Regions from separate parts of the Mus musculus genome. Here region 1 is linked to region 2. The links are chromatin contacts, called in public HiChIP or PLAC-seq maps. All regions are on one chromosome and are shown on one strand. Each heading gives the region's core, a stretch centred on a gene start, on an enhancer-like site or on the middle of the called end of the contact. The rest is flanking DNA. Distances are from core to core; before and after follow the strand shown. Region 1 has its middle 30 kb from the start of Gm51967. Region 2 overlaps Hs1bp3 (HCLS1 binding protein 3).

The links. HiChIP or PLAC-seq counts read pairs in DNA pulled down with a chosen protein or histone mark.
Region 1: an HNF4G HiChIP or PLAC-seq map of pancreatic cancer cells shows a contact between it and region 2. The contact joins two enhancer-like sites. A contact is called at or near these places in 6 of 39 promoter capture datasets (the 3T3-L1 cell line, 3T3-L1-derived adipocytes, the C10 cell line and 3 more), 15 of 484 Hi-C or Micro-C datasets (the AML12 cell line, B-cell progenitors, CD8 T cells and 10 more) and 8 of 115 datasets of contacts at active chromatin or transcription factors (the HPC-7 cell line, acute myeloid leukemia, double positive thymocytes and 5 more).

Annotation. Positions count from the first base shown.
Region 1 is chr12:8,416,399-8,421,135 of GRCm38.p6, forward strand. No RefSeq gene overlaps it. Among named protein-coding and RNA genes, the nearest start is that of Gm51967, 30 kb to the right of the region's middle. Within about 2 kb of position 2,758, at least 25 of the 459 cell types and tissues checked have an H3K27ac peak or open chromatin away from gene starts, as enhancers often do. A contact at or near this core is called in pancreatic cancer cells, where this site is marked.
Region 2 is chr12:8,332,331-8,336,913 of GRCm38.p6, forward strand. Hs1bp3 (HCLS1 binding protein 3) reads left to right here. Exons shown (of 7, transcript NM_021429.3): 5 at 3,908-4,065. Among named protein-coding and RNA genes, the nearest start is that of Hs1bp3, 21 kb to the left of the region's middle. Within about 2 kb of position 1,476, at least 67 of the 459 cell types and tissues checked have an H3K27ac peak or open chromatin away from gene starts, as enhancers often do. A contact at or near this core is called in pancreatic cancer cells, where this site is marked.

The DNA of each region.
Region 1 (4,737 bases), core at 1,508-4,007, 85 kb after region 2:
CCCATTCCCCATGGGCCAAGCATTCAAACACATGAGACATTGGGGTCCATTCCTATTCACACCACCACAGCATCTCATCATGGGGACAGAACAAGAGTGAGCACCATCCCAGAGGTAGGCTACCCCAGTCTCTGAGTACTCAGCGTGCTCCTTTTTTTTTTTTTTTTTTCTGACTTTCCAAACAATTAAGTATCCCAATTCGAAAGCAGGGAGCTGAGGACCAGGGAGATGTCATCATTGGTGCAAGTTCATCTAGAGGTAGAGTCCAGTATGTCCAGGGGTAGGAGCTGAGGAGAGATGAAGCAGCTCATAGAAAGAGCAGCCTGGCTTCCTGACAGTGCTGGAAGTGCCACAGAGAACTGCGAAGGCATCTGAAGAGGAGGGAGAAGCCCCGGTGAGGGAGATTAGGATGAGGGTGTGTGTATTCAACATCAGCTCACTGGGGTTCTGCTGTGGTTCAAATGAGTGGTGGTCAACAATCCACATTGTCAGTGCCCGGGGTGGCAAATGGTGATGCCTTTGAGGAGTAGGGTCCATGCAAAGTCTTTAGGTCACTGTTACATGATAGGGATTTGGAGGGCCAGCTTTGTCTCTTTAGGCTTCCTGTCTCACAAACCAAGCAGTTTCCTTCATTGCTCATTTGTGTATTAGTATTATATTTGTGTATTAGTGTATTAGCGTTGTACTAATACGAAGATGACCAGTCCAAGTCTAAAACCTGTACTAATTTTTAGCTCCCGGAGACTATAATTACAAGCACACATTTCATTTCTCTGTATTAGCTCCTCAGGTCAGATGTCAAAGGGCCACATTCCTGTATCTTCATCATCTCTGAAAGGCACACATTAGCCCACCATGACAGACCAGTGCAAGGCTGAGCTAAAGGGGCCTCAGAAGCCTGGGAGGGCCTCTACGCCTCCTCTAGCTTCTCTCTAGCCCTCATTAACATTCAGTCAGTTCCTCACATCATTCCTCATAGGACACGGAGAAGCTGAGATTTCATCTACCCTGGCTGAGCAGCATTAAAATCAATTAAAAATGAGAGATAAGCCTCGTTTTTCATGATTGAAAAATCCACAGGAGCAAAAAAAAAAAAAAAAAAAAAAAAAAAGCCACACACAGCCCCATCATTCATCCAGGGCTCTGGGCGCCTTGGCTCATTTTTTTTTTTTTTTTTTAGACCTGCAGGAGAAGCCAGCTAAGCGGAAAGGTCTTCCTGTGGTGGGCTGTGGATGGTCACTCCTATGCCATCTCAGCCCAGCAAAATCTCAGCGGATAACAGGACACCCCTGCTGTCCTGTGGCTTCCAGACAGCCTGGCCAAAAGGCCATGGCTGGGGGCAGTAAAGAGTAGCCAGAGGAAGTCCGGAAGTCTGTCTTCAGACTTCACTGAGCCATCATCTTTAGAACTTAGAGCTTAGTGTCTAGAACATAGAGTGTATGAAGAATGAGATTTTTCTTTTGTTCCTCCTTAGATAATTTTAAATGTTTGATAACTGTGAAGCTACCTTTCCTGATGTTGTTAAGCAAAAGTAGTATGTGTCTGTGTGTTTGTGTCTGTGTGTGGGTGGTGTGTGTGCATGCCTATCTGTGTGCATCTCTGTGTGTGTCCATATTTCTTTATGTGTGTATGTATGTCTGTGTATGTGCATGCATCTCTCTGTGTATACGTGCCTCTGTGTGTGTATCTGTGTTTCTGTGTGAATGTGTGTGCAGTATGTGTGTATGAGTACGCATGCATGTCAGTGTACATTTGTTCCTGTGTTTGTGTGGATATCTGATTTCTGTGTGTGTAGGTGTATATGTTTGTGTGTATCTGTGTGTGAGGTGTGTGTCTGTATTTGTGTGCCTCTGTATGTGTGATGTATATGTCTGTATTTACATATGTGTGGTGTATATGTCTATATTTGTGTGTGTGTGTTGTATGTCTGTATATGTGTGTGTGTGTGTGAGTTATAAACTTGGATCTGCATCCACACAAAGCCCAACACACTAAAAGATGTTGAATGAACATGAGTCAGATGAATGAAGAAGTGGTATTGAGGTGCACCTACCATCTTCCAGCCATTACTGATCCAGCAGACAGCACTTAGTACCATGTTAGAAGGTTTTAACCTCAGCTTTTATTGAGTATTCCACCATAGAAGGAATGATTGGATTCAATTTAGAAATAATTCTTCCCAGCAATAAATGGAAGGAAATCAACTTAAATGCATAATTGTTTCAAATAATTGGAATACTTGGCAAGTTACTCCCTTAGGAACTTAACCTGCGCTGGTGGTTGGTAAGTGAGGATTATAGAGACCAAGGCTCAGCAGAAATGCCCATGGACCAAGGATACAGGACAGACAGTCTGTAGATAGGATGCATCTTGTTTGGTGCAGAAGGATGATAAGGCAGGTGGCTGGAAAGAGATTGGTAAGATTTCAAACTCTGCTTATTTTCTGTGTTGTGGTTCAGAGAAAGCTGAGAAATGTCAGAGGGGTCAGAACTGGCTATGGTACAAGGCCTGTGCTGGAGAAGGGCCTGGGAGCACAGCGGCTGGGGAGCTCCACCGTGGAACATAGCTTCAGGGTGTGTGAGGTTCCGGGTTCAACCCCCAACTCTAGAGAGAATTTCCTAATCACAAGCGAAGACCTCTGGGTCTGAAAGCAATTTCCCTTGTGCCATTTGGAGCCCAGAACACTTTGTCTACTGAGTCACTTGGCAAATATTTGAGTGCTTCCTCGCAAGGACTTTTGAAAGGGAGAATTTGAAAGTATTTTAACAAAGACAATGAGCAGTGTGGATAAGAAACTAACCAATCAGAGCTGACACATTGGGGTGTGTAGAGGTGTGACCTCAGCCCTGGTGCTGAAGACAGATTCAGCCTCAGAACACAGGTCTCCCACATTCTAGCGGCCTGGGAGAGGGGTGTCAGCAGCTTCTCAGAAAGGAGGATTCGAAGCTGGATCCTGCAGGAGCAGAGCTGGAGAAGGGAGGGGAAAGAGTACTTCAGGACTCACGGGGGCAGTGTGTGGATGTCACAAACACAAAGTTCCGTAGCAAAAGAGTCCCTTCAACTCCAGGAGGCTTCTAGTAGCTAGATGAGGCCGGTCAGGAGCAGTGATGCTGGCAAGCCATAGAGGAGCTGGAATGACCTAGTGCTTATTGGAACCTTAATGTTTCCAGTTGACTGGAAGAAGTGGAAAGATTTTAAATCAGAGAAAGAGGTGAAGTCAGTTTTTCTTTTGAACGATCATTGTCTATATTCTAATCAACCAGAATATAAAAGCCCAAAGTGGCCAAAATTCCTTAAGTGACAGAAGACAAGCCAGTGTTTACCCAAGACTAATGTGTGCAGCAGTCCGTATCCGGAGGCTGCGATGCTTCTGTCTCTGTGCTGATCTGCTATGACACCTTGACACCTTGACACCTTGACACTGTGGATAGAAGAGGACTAAGGAGAGCCGGGAAATGTAAACCTTCCTTACTCTTTATCAGCAACTCTCAAATTCTTTGATCACTGGACCCTTGTTTTATTTTTTTTTAAGATTTATTTGATGTATTTGAGTATATTGTAGCTGTCTTCAGACACACCAGAAAAGGGCATCGGATCCCATTATAGATGATTGTGAGCCACCATGTGGTTGCTGGGAATTGAACTCAGGACCTCTGGGAGAGCAGCCAGTGCTCTTAACGGCTGAGCCATCTCTCCAGCCCTGGACCCTTGTTTTATAATTTTAAAAATTGCACATGCATTTAATCCCAGCACTCAGGAGGCAAAGGCAGGCAGATCTCCAGGTTCAAGGACAGCCTAGTCTACAGAGTTCCCGGACAAGCAGGGCTACGCAGAAAAACTCTGTCTCAAAAAAAAAAAAAAAACAAAAAAACAAAAAAAAACAAACAAACAACAAAAAAAAACCAACAACAATAGTAGGAATAAGAAAATAAAAACCTGAGACCCCAGGTAGATGTGGTGCTTCATTCTCATAATTGAAGCACTTGGAAGGCTGAGACAGGAAGATTACGAGAAGTTTGAGGGTATCCTGGGCTACACAGTAAGTTCTAGGCCAGTCTGGGCTATAAAGTCAGATAATAACTCAAATAAACAAGCAAAGCCTCACAACAAAAACCTCCCTCAAGTAAATGGAGACTCCTAAGGTTTGGTGGGAGGAGAGAGACGGGGTCTCATGCAGCTCAGGGCTACCACAAACTGTGTAGCTGAGTGACTTGAAACTCCAGATCCTCTGGCCTCCACCCCCCATAGGTTGGAATTACAGCTGTGCACCGCCAGAACCAGATTCCCAAAGATCTCTTATGCTCATAGGCTGCATTTCTCAACATTTACCATCTTAGCCATTGGGCATGTTTCAAATTACTCAATAACTTAATTTAAAACGGTAATAGTATACCCATCTATGTGTCAATGTGAGTAAAATATGTTTATGAAAATGGAGTTACCCAAATGAAAGTAGACAGAGTGAAGAATTCCTCAGTGAACCAGTTCAATCTGCTGACGTACTGCATGCCACGTAGAAGATCCCACTTTATAATACAAATGAGGGAGGAAAAATAGGCGGAGACTGTCTTAATTTTTGTGGGGTTTTTTTGTTTGTTTGTTTGCTTTGCTTTGTTTGGAGACTGGGTCTCATGTGACCCAGGCCAGCCTTGGATTCATCTTGTAGCCAAAGATGACACTGAACTTCTGAGCTGAGTGCCTGGATGACAGATGTGGACATCTGGGTTTCTGTTCGCT
Region 2 (4,583 bases), core at 226-2,725:
GGTGACTGGCAGCTGGTCTGCCAGAGACGTTCCTCTCCCCTCAGCCCACTAGCTAAGCTGCCGTTACCTCCTCCAGGAGTCCCTCCCTGTGCCTTCCTTGAGTCCTCTGTGCTCCAGCTGTGACAGCCTGGCTGGCTGGCATCTCAGGTGGGTCTGTCTGCATCACCTAGAGCAGGCACCTCTACAGGGGCACTGCTTGGGGAGTGCTGGTTGGAGGAAGGGGAGGAGGAGGAATGGACAGGCTGCTTGCTGCTGAAAGGCTGGCAGGGGTTATTGTTAGAGGAGCAGCGATGGAATAGAGAAAGGGCTTTGTAAACATGAGCGCTGACAACTGCTGCTCTGACCCCTCATTCCCTGTCTTATTACTTTGTCTGTCTGTCTGTCTGGATGCCTGCCTGCCTGCCTGCCTGTTTCTCCTTCCTTCCTTCCTTCCTTCCTTCCTTCCTTCCTTCCTTCCTTCCTTCCTTCCTCCCTCCCTCCCTCCCTCCCTCCCTCCCTCCCTCCCTTCCTCCCTTCCTTCCTTCCTTCCTTCCTTCCTTCCTTCCAGTCAGCTAATCTGTCTTCCTTCTATCTGATGACTATCCAGCTACACAGGACAGATGCCTATCTGTCGGTCTGTCTGCCTGCCTGCCTTCTTCCTTTTAGTATTTGCTGAACACCTTTCTGCAGTTTTAGGATCAATCAGACAAGACCCTGGGGGCTTCCAGGTCCCCTGATGCCCCTTGTGTTCTCGTGGGTGATCTGAGGGATTTGAGGACAGGACCGCCAGGTAGCTGGGGCAGGGTAGTCAGTGCTGACTGAACACTGTTGTGCTGAGCATCTGCTTCAGTTCAGTGCAGCAGAAATCACAGATGTCACCAAGGAGGACAAAGATGCGTGTCAAGCTTGTGAGGGAAGCTCGCCCAGAACGGTCTAGCCTTATCTGTGTCCGTTCAGGAGGACAGACGGATGGTCTAGCCTTATCTGTGTCTGTCCTGGACGGACTGAGCAGAACTGGGGAAGTGGTTGGAACCTCCCTCACCTGGCTTCCCGCCTGTTCTCTCACGCACTGTGCTTCCTGCTGTTCTTGATCCGTAGGCGGCTTTGCTCCCCTGCCCTCTGGGCCTTTTAAGTGGGTAGCATGCGCATTGGGTCCCCAAAGAAAGTGGTTTCTGAGTGGAGGGCAAAGCTACCAGAATGGCTGAGGATCAGCCTCAAGCCCTGAAGTGACTGGCCAGGCACTGCCGATACAGGTGTAAATGGGGTTCTCTGCCAGTCACTGCTGCTGTGCCCACTGGATCCAGGGCCAGGGGCCAAGCAAAGGACATTATGATAGGTGATCAAGAGACGGACATATTGGTGATGAAACAGAGCCTACAGTTCTCATAGGGCTGGTCTAAGGGCCCCCCAACCCCAGTCGATGGTCACATTCCACAGAGCCGTGCTCACAGCTTCCATCCAGGGCCTTCTAGGCATATTGACACAGGGAGTCCAGACTCTGGTCACCCTTGCTAGGGCCATGGCCTCTGTTAGTCACCAGGACTGTTGATTCTGCCTGATAGATAAAACTACAGGGGCGCCCTCCCACAAGGAGCAGCTGAGTCCACCCTGCAGGATCTGAGAGGAGCTAGAGCCGAGGCTTTCTGAAGGGTGCGAGCTAGCGAGCTAGCGATCCTTCACCCACCCCCAGCACCACAGGCAGGCCAGAGCTCTGTTGGCACTTCACCATGGTGGCCCCTGTTGACGTGCACATACTGCAGTAGGGACACAGATGCCATCACTGTTGAACTGTGCCACTTTCACCCCAGTGGACAACACAGACAATTCTGTTCATGGGATATTGAGAGTAACAAGCAAAGTCATAAGTATTGTCCTAGTATGATCATAATTAGTTACTACCCTACTCCCAGGCCCAAAATGTCCAGCCTGCTAGGCGATCTCCACCAGACACGCTATGCCTCTGAACTGGGGTGGGAGGGGGGTGGTTCTGCAGGAATAGTCACCTCAGAGTCCCTGGCCTTGCAGCACCCAGGGACCTGGTATTTTTATCTGAGACTGGATAGTCTGTGTTACAGCTTTTGGCAATGGCCAGCCTCTGTGCAGTTTGCCACTGTGTTGCCAACATGAGCTCAGAGGTGACCTCAGCCCAGTGGAACCGGCTGCCAGGCGCTTGGGAGAATGCAATCCTGGGTTCCAGTAAAAAGGAAAAACAAAACAAAACAAAAAACTTTTGCCGTTTATAGGAATCTTAAAATGCCTAACGTGGGTGGCAGCCCCAGAGCTTGAGGTCAGCTTGTTAAAATAAAACCAAGTTTGTGATCTGGAGACAGTGTCACAAAGGCAGCCCAGATCATGTGATCCAGCAAACATGAAGCTTGCCTATCCACCTGGATCAAGAAATAAAACTGTGGCACACCCCAAGAAACCTCTCTGGTGACCCCCAGTTTCCCACCACAAGCATCTCAGGGCAGGAGCTCTTCAGTCAGGGAACAGGTGTGGCAGAGCCAAGCCCACCTGACTCCAGAGGAACTTCAGAAGGGCTACCCTACCCAGGGGGAACCACATTGTTGCTTAGAAGGGCAGCAGGTATACTACTTAGAGAAGACTGATGTTCAATGTCCGGCAAAGCAGGGCTTAGGCTTTGTGATGGTTAATATTGCCCGTCTAACAGGATCAAGGATTAACTAGAAAGCTAGCCTCTGAGCGTATCTGTGAAGGGTTTTTGGATTGGACTAATTGAGGTTGGAAACCCCTCCCTAAATATGGGCAGCACCAGGGTATGGTCTGGTGTCCTGGACTTAATAAAGGGGTAAAGCAAACCAAGCACCAACATTAACCCCCACCCTGGGGGGGCCGCCATGGTAGACAAACCGTGAACCTATGCAATCCCTGCCTTCTTGAAGTTGTTTTGTTATTGTTGTTGTTGTTGTTCATTGTTTTGTACCAGACAAAAGAGAAGTCACTAACATAGGCATCCTCCTGCTCTCCTGGACCCTATCCCTTGAACTTTGAGCCCCAGATTACATCAACCCCATGTCTAAGTGGCTGTGGGGTGCAGGCTTCTGACCCCAAGGTCTCTGTTAGGTAGCTCCACTGTCTTAGTTAGGGTTTCTTTCCATTGCTATGAAGAGACACCATGACTAAGGCAGCTCTCATAATGGACAACATTTAATTGGGACTGGCTTACAGGTTCAGAGGCTCAGTCCATTATCATCATAGTGGGAAGCATGGCAGCATCCAGGCAGGCATGGTGGTGGAAGAGTTGAGAGTTCTACATCTTGTTCCAAAGGCAAACAGGAAAAAACTGCTGTCTTCTGGGCAGCTAGGAGGAGGGCCTCAAAGCCACCCCTACAGTGACACACTTCCTCCAACAAAGCCACACCAACAAGGCTCCCTGGGTCAAGCGTATTGAAACCACCAGTCACCTTCAGAAGAAAAGCATGTTGTCGGGCCCATGGACATGTGGTGGCATGATACTCAAGAAGGTTAGCAGCTGTCTGGCCATCAGTCTGTAGTCCTGATAGCTCCTTGCTTCTCCTGCCTTTCCCAGTCCCCATCACACCTGAGCACAGTAGTGGGGGCTCATCACTTCAGTAGCGGGTGTGGGGGTCTCTTTGCTCTATGTCAGATGATAACAAAGCTCATTCCTAGCACATGGCCAACCCTGCCTCCTCCCTTCTCCCTGCTCTTGCCTGCTTGACCCCCTTGGGTCAGGAGGACCTGTCAGCTGAAGATTTGACGACTACTAAGGTTGCTTCACATGCCAAGATGGCTCTGGTTGGGCTACCCCTGACCTTCCTATGGTCCTCCGTTGAACTTCTTCTATGTTCCTTGGCATCCAGAAGGCCCAGCTGAGCTGGGGACCTGGAAATGACCAGTAGGCCCCCAGTATACTCATGAGAATCCTTACCTTGTGTTTTATCTCCAGCTCCAAGAAGCCCAAGAAACGCCCAGAAGTGGCCGTGAGGCCCAAGCCTGCACCTCGGCTCACCATCTTTGATGAGGAGGTAGACCCTGACGCGGGGCTCTTCAGCTCAGACAAGAAGGTGTCTGAGACCCGGAGACCCCTGGAGACCACACAGGACTGTAAGTACTAGTGTTGTTCCTGGTACTGGCTTAGAGCTTGGTGAATGTCTATGTCCCTGAGAAAGTGGGTCTCATCCTTGTCCTGTTTAGATAGAATACAGATTAGGAATATAGAGACTTCCTCCTGGTGTCTCTCACACCTGGTGTTCCCACGGGCTGCAACATTTGGGGATTACACACTCACTCTGAATGTCCTATAGAGAAGAGAAGGTCCGGCTTCTTAGTTGCCTGGAGACCTGGTTCCTTAATTACATCTGCAGCCACAGGGGCACAGGGATCCCTGCAACTGTTTAATGGAACATGGATACTGACCTAGCTTTGGGCGTGCATGTGACTCTGTACAGCTTTTAATTTTAATGAGTGTATGCCACCCACATAGATTCTACTGCAAGGCGTGGTACAAGGTTCAGAGGGAATGCTTAGAGGCTTTGGGACTTTTCCACATGTCTCTGACCTTTCCTCATGCCTGCCCAGGGAAAGAATTGATGGTAATTTATTGATTCACCCAGTGCTTACTG